Regions from separate parts of the Mus musculus genome. Here region 2 is linked to region 1. A link is a contact called in public HiChIP or PLAC-seq data. All regions are on one chromosome and are shown on one strand. Each heading gives the region's core, a stretch centred on a gene start, on an enhancer-like site or on the middle of the called end of the contact. The rest is flanking DNA. Distances are from core to core; before and after follow the strand shown.

Evidence for each region. HiChIP or PLAC-seq counts read pairs in DNA pulled down with a chosen protein or histone mark.
Region 2: an H3K27ac HiChIP or PLAC-seq map of heart atrium shows a contact between it and region 1, with 8 times the contacts expected there. The contact joins two enhancer-like sites. A contact is called at or near these places in 1 of 39 promoter capture datasets (cranial neural crest), 1 of 15 datasets of contacts at CTCF or cohesin (large pre-B cells), 6 of 484 Hi-C or Micro-C datasets (the HL-1 cell line, forebrain, nephron progenitors and 3 more), 7 of 115 datasets of contacts at active chromatin or transcription factors (bone marrow-derived macrophages, embryonic basal ganglia, embryonic forebrain and 4 more) and 1 of 9 other capture datasets (embryonic stem cells).

Annotation. Positions count from the first base shown.
Region 1 is chr7:113,650,382-113,653,658 of GRCm38.p6, reverse strand. No RefSeq gene overlaps it. Among named protein-coding and RNA genes, the nearest start is that of Gm39072, 33 kb to the left of the region's middle. Within about 2 kb of position 1,763, at least 6 of the 459 cell types and tissues checked have an H3K27ac peak or open chromatin away from gene starts, as enhancers often do. A contact at or near this core is called in heart atrium, where this site is marked.
Region 2 is chr7:114,019,511-114,022,787 of GRCm38.p6, reverse strand. All of the region lies in intron 7 of Spon1 (spondin 1, (f-spondin) extracellular matrix protein), which reads right to left. Among named protein-coding and RNA genes, the nearest start is that of Gm51454, 15 kb to the left of the region's middle. Within about 2 kb of position 1,772, at least 79 of the 459 cell types and tissues checked have an H3K27ac peak or open chromatin away from gene starts, as enhancers often do. A contact at or near this core is called in heart atrium, where this site is marked.

The sequences.
Region 1 (3,277 bases), core at 514-3,013:
TTTCCAGAGCCCATCTCTGCTTTCCCTAAGAATCACACAGTGAGATGAACAGCTATTCTATTGCAAGTTAATTTTATCCTAACTCCATTAGAGAATGAAGAAAAGAGAGCAAGAGGGGGGAACTGATTCCACATAGGCCATCTCTGTATTTATGACTCCAAATCCCTTATGGAATTTTCTTGATCAATAAGAAACCGAATGGAGACAATATAGTAAATAGTGTGACAGCAGTCTGCGTCTTTAGTCTGTAGCATCCTATGATGCCAAAGACCTACAGACTAATCTACCAGGAGCACCTGCCCTTCCACCTAACAGGGTCGGGACAGCCTGGAAGGGTTGGAGCCGAAGCCTGATGAGATGATGCCCCCAGAGGCCACGGTGGGAATGGCAACAGCTGTGTAATGATCCTCACTGGGGGAAAAAAGCTAGTTCAGGCTAAGGCTGGAGGGATCTGGCTAAGGAAAAGAAAGATTCCTAATAGAAGCAGCCTGGACACAAAGGGAAGAGAGGGCAGCAGTGGTTATTAGGGTTCAGGATTAGCCACACAAACAACTCAGACACCAATCTCAGTGAGGTATTGGAGGTTTATTGAATACACATTCCAAGACTAGTCAGGGACTCAGCCAGGAGTCCAGAGCCAGGCTGCAACCCTGGGCAGTTCTCAGGGCCAGTTTTTCTATGGGAAACACCACAAACAAGTGCATTTGCAGCATTTAGGGTATCTAGACAAAGCAGTGCTGTCCGACCTGTGAGCTGCTTGGCTAGGTCTAGAGGCAGGGAGGCTAGGGAATTTCTAGAATCTAACAGGCTCTGCAGAAAGGTACAGCGTGACATTCTGGTCAGGGCCAGAAACATTAGGTCAGGTTTAAGTCATGAGCTACAAAATGGAGGTTGAGGCAATATGGTAGAACTATCTGTCAGTTTTCAACATTTAACATTTAACATGGTGACCTCTACTCTCTGCAATATGTAAGGGTGATGGTAACCTGGGCATTCCTTAGCTGTCTCACAAGGAGACCAAGGACTGTAGAGCCAGGATCACAGCCCACAGACTGCAGGGCTCTTCTCCGGTCAGACTTTCCAATCACCGTATGAACCTGCAGCCTTTAAAGCAAAGCATGTGATGTGAGCTCTTAGGTCCAAAGAACAGAAGTGGAGAACCTAGGAGACTAAGCAGAGTGCATCAGGTAAGCAAGCTTTGCATCAGCAGAGAGGTGAATGGGGGCATAGCCATGGCTAAGGAACTGGGGTGGACTGGTAGAAACAGCCCACACAGAGCTCTGGAAATCCTTAATTGGGAACTAGTCAGGGAGACCTGGATTCAAGTTTAGACCTCTGTTGGCTGGGCCAGTGATGTCATCTTCCTGTGCCTTTGTAAAATGGGAATAGTAGTAATTCCAAGTTCTTAATGTTGAGCTGATTCTTTTTCTCCTTGCCTTAATATCAAAATTTCTTAGTGATCTTTAGTTCTCAAATGCTGAGGAACAACACATACATACACATTTGGGGCCCTTAGTACAAAAAGGCAGTGTGGTCCTATCTCTTCCTGAGTAAGTTTTCCTAAGAGCAACAGCAGCATCCTGCCCAACATGATGCCCTAGCAGGAAGTAGCCTTTAAGAACCCCTGCTATCAGCTTCCAAGTCAACCCCTATTTCATTAAAGGCAACAAAGCTATGTGATTCCCTTGTCCTTAGACCAGATACCATAAGCATCTGTCTTCTGACAGCTTCCCAGACACTGCACTGTCTGATAAGCAGGAACTGTTTTAGAAGGTGACAATGATGGCAAGCAGCTCCCAGGCAGGGAGGTGACGCACAGGCAGAGCTGTCAGTGGCCCCAAAAAGTGCAGGAATCTAGCAAGATACAAGGTATGATCCTGCTCAAAAGAAGCCCAAACCATAAGGCCTTGGTCTGGCACAGACCACACACACACACACACACACACACACAGAGAGAGAGAGAGAGAGAGAGAGAGAGAGAGAGAGGGAGAGAGAGAGAGAGAGAGCTAGCTCATGTGTGTCTTTGTATCTATGTGTATGTTTCTGTTTCTGCCTGTGTGTGTGTGTGTGTGTGTGTGTGTGTGTACTGGTGCACATTTGTATGTCTATGTGCTTATGTGTGTCTCTGCATTAGTATGTGTTTCTGTGTATTTGTATATGTTTATGTGTGTGATGTCTGTGTGTAGTGTATCTGTGTGTGATTCTTTGTGCACATATTTTTATGTCTGTATATTTGGGTTTGCCTTTGTATGCAATTGTGTCTAGATGTATGAGTCTGTTTATGTGTATTCAGGTGTGTTTCCATATTTGCTTCTGAGCATGTGTTTGTGACTGTGTAGTGTATTTGTGTTTGTACATACACACATTGTATTTATGTGGGTATTTGTGTGACTGTGTGTGTGTTTTTGCATCTGTCTATGTCTTTGTGTGTCTCTGGGTGTTTAGATCTCTTTATTTTCTGTATGTGCTTCTGTATGTTTGTGTGTTTATATATAGTATGTGTCCGTGTGCGTGTCTGCATATCTATGTGTGCTATAGGCATGGGCAGAGATGTCCCTACATTGTGGGTCTGGCACACGTGACCCTGGGCTTAAATGCTTAGCTCCTTTAGCACAGCTATCAAAGATGAGAGGTCATCCACATTTCTAAGACTCAAAGGAAGCCCTGCCCCACTCCCCACCCCACCCCCACCCCACCCCCACCCCACCCCCACCCCACCCCCACCCCACCCCCACCCCACCCCCACCCCGCCTAGAGCAGGTAGTCCTCCCCAGCCACAGTATCCTGCTTTCCATCCAGATCCCAGTCTGGGTCTCTCAGCATGCATTGCTTTTCTTTCTCATGTAAAATGGGGTTCCTGCCATACTCTGGGTTCTCTTCAGTTTTCCCTTCAGCTGACACCAAAAGATCCCACCTGCTCTCCCCCAGCCCCATATCTGAAGAACTTTCTTCCCCAGGCCTAAGATTTGAATGTGAAGGGTGCCCCTCAGGCTGAGACTTAGACCCTGGGTTCACAGCTGGCGCTGCTTGGGGAAGTAATGGACTTGAGATAGGAGGTAGACTGGGGGTGGGGGTGGGGTGGGCCATGGATCACAGAGGGCAGGCCTTAAAGCAGTGGTTCTCATCTGTGGGTCACCACTCCTTTGTGGGTCACATATCAAATATCCTACATAACAGATATTTGCATTATAATTCATAACAGTAGAAAAATTATAGTTATGAAGTTGCAATGAAATGTTATGGTTGGGGGTCTCCACGACATGAGGAACTATGTTAA
Region 2 (3,277 bases), core at 523-3,022, 370 kb before region 1:
CATTCTGCCAATTTGGTGGCCTATTTTTCTTTTATCTAAGATTTACATGTGAATTTTTTCTTTTTTAAGCAGGGAGACTTATTGCATGCCACAGTATATGACAAATTTAATTAAAAATAATATGATATTTCGAAGTAGAACAGAAATTAGTGGGCCAGAGTGGAGAGAGAGGAAAGGCTGGACACCAAGTGCTGTCAGACTGAATCAACTAAAAAAAACAAAACAAAACAAAACATCAGATTTGCAAGGAACACCATACAGCTCTAGAACCCAATATCCAGACTGTAGAGAAATGTCAAACATTTAAGAAAAGTGTCTACTAAGAAATGTTACTTTTCAAGGTGGGGATAAAAAGAAAAGAAGAGAAAAGAAATGTTTCCTTTCTCAGATTTGAAACAGGAAAAGCAACCACAAAAGAAACAGATTGAATTAACATCAGTTAACACTTGTGGGTAATGACCAGAACTGCTTGGTATTACAAATCTTAAAACCCCCCAAATCTGAAGCTTCCTGAGCGGTAACATGAAACCCAAATAGGGAGTTCCACGCTTGACCCCACACGATGGGTCACAGGCAAATGGCAGATGCATTCAAATATTGTGCAAACGTATTCTCCTGTAAAAGGTGTGCATGCAACCTGTCGCATGCTGAAATTTGGGTCCTGTCACCGAGGCATGTCATTATATCTATACACAAATATTTCAAAATGTAAAAGTCTCCATGGACCCTCTCGTTCTGGCTTTCTGCCACTGCCACTGACAAAACATTGGAGAAAAATGTCTTTGAAGAAGAAAAACTTGTTTTGGCTAATGGTGTCAGAGATTTTAATCCATGGTCACCTGACCACATTTCCTTGTGACTGGGCAGCGTAGTGCACCATGGTGGGGCTACAAGAAGGTGGTGAGGGGTGGGGTGGGTTGGGGTGGGGTGAGGGGTGGGTGGATAGGTGGGTCCTAGCAGATGTTCCAGGCACACACCTCCACAGGCCTAACTTCTTTCCATCCTCCCCTGCCCCAGAGTTTCGCTGTGTAGCCCAGGCTGTCCTAGAACTCACTCTGTTGACCAGGCTGGCCTCAAACTCAGAGCTCCAGCTGCCTCTGCCTCAGAGTGCTGGGATTAAAGGTGTGCACCACCACCAGTGAGCCTTTTTACCAAGTCTTAAAGTTTCCATCACCTCTTAAGAATGCCACAGCTGGAGACCAAGCCTCTAGCTTTCTGGAGGGCACCTAAGATGTGAATCAGAAGACCTCTGGTGCCAAGAAAAATAAGAGTGTCATAAAAGTGTCCCCATCCAGCATAATTGAAAAGTGTCAGCATCTACACAGTGATAAGCCACATCTCTGAGAAAAAGACCCAGTCCTAGTAAAGTTATGAACAGTTTACACACACATAAATTAAAAATAAATATGTACATGAAGAAATGTCTTTCCTGACCTCTGAGAGGGTGAGGTGCATGGGATGAGGGCAGAGAAGCGAGTGCTTTTAACCCCACCTTTCCTTGTAGTTACTAAACCTGCAATATGGGACCAGTGTATTTAACTGTGAAGAAATGGCTTCTCATTGGTTCCTGACAGTACAGTGCCTCATTTTCAGCAAAACTTCCCAAAATACCACAGAGGAAAAGAGGCGAGAGATGATTTTATGATCAATCTACACTCTGGTCCTTGCCTTCTAAGTTACAAATCCTCACCAGTGAGACCTACCTAGTAATAGTTTTTAAAAGGTTTTACTTTGGTCTCAATTTGTTTTCTCAAGTGCAGGAACTCTATTAAGCCACTAGGGGGCGCCCAAGCCATTCATTAGACTGAAGCACGGTGCTGGCGGATCAGGGTTTGTCAAGTTTTTGCAACATTAGTTTCTAACCAGAAGGTATTTGGGATTCCAAGTCCATCTGGACATGCAGATCTACCACCTGCTCAAGTCCGAGTTCCTTTACTACCCCACGGGCGTCGATGGACCCAGGTGACTCTTGCTAGGAGGAGGCAAGAGGGACCTCGGAATCCGAGGGCTGTTTCTGGTTTCATTTCTGGAGAAGTAGACCCAGTCTTTGCACCGCTGATCTCACAAACACCGGCCATTGTCTAAGCAAGAGATAACCAAGAGGAATGGGTGGGAATAATTTAGGGGGAATGCCAGTCCTTTCCAGGAGATGAATATCTTTGAAAGTTCCGGTAATTCTTAGCATTCAGACCACCCTGGAGTAGTGCAAATTCACAATGATTGCAGGAACTGTTTCTCACTTGTGTTTGCAAAGAACCAGTGAAGGATGCGGCTTTGCTCGGAATTCGTCTTTCCCTGTCTCTACCCGAACATTGGGCTGTCAGGGCTCTGGCTTGATTTATTGAATCAAACATGTCACCGTTGATTCGTTCATCCGCTCCTGCCCTTTGAGAAGGGGTGCTGGGAATGCGGATGAAGACTGCTGAGAAAAAAAGTCAGTTTCAACAGGCAGTGCTTTGCAAAGTAGGTCACCCTGGCTTTTCCACTGGGTGAAGAGGCTGGAATCCCATTAACCTCCATCAGACTTGCAGGGATGGGGATGGGGGGGGGGGGGAGAATGGGGGTGGTGGGGGGGCGGGGTTGTTAGTGCAAAACAAAACCTGGCTTCGTGCAGGCTTCCTAATTTGACTTCCTAATGAGATTTGGAAAGGAAAGGGGAATAGAGGGTTTGGGAAAATCAAAGGAAAATTCCTTTCCCTAAATGAGCCCATAGTGTGGGGTGGAAAGGTTTGGGCTGTTTGTGAACTGAGTGTTTGCCATCAATTAATTTTTTGTTTTTTCTTTCTTTCTTTCTTTCTTTCTTTCTTTCTTTCTTTCTTTCTCTCTCTCTCTCTCTCTCTCTCTCTCTCTCTCTCTCTCTCTCTCTCTCTTTCTTTCTTCCTTCCTTCCTTCCTTTTTTTTTATCTTTGTTTCCACTGGGTCTCAGAAAGTCTGAGGGGCAGGTAAAGTGTGGGAAGGTATTCCCCATATAATACTTCTTTCAAATTTCAACATGTCTTTCACCCGTTGGAAGTAACACACACACACACACACACACACACACACACACACACAGAGAGAGAGAGAGAGAGAGAGAGAGAGAGAGAGAAACAACCCCGTCACCAAAACCTAAAACACCTCCAAGCCACCAAAACACACACACACACACACACACACACACACACACACACACACACACACAAATCCAACTCGATTTTCTTCCCTTCTGCGTCACAACCAAGTCAGACTTTGTCTTCTACAGCAGGGTTAAGGTTTCCCCTGCTGCATGCAGGGTTCT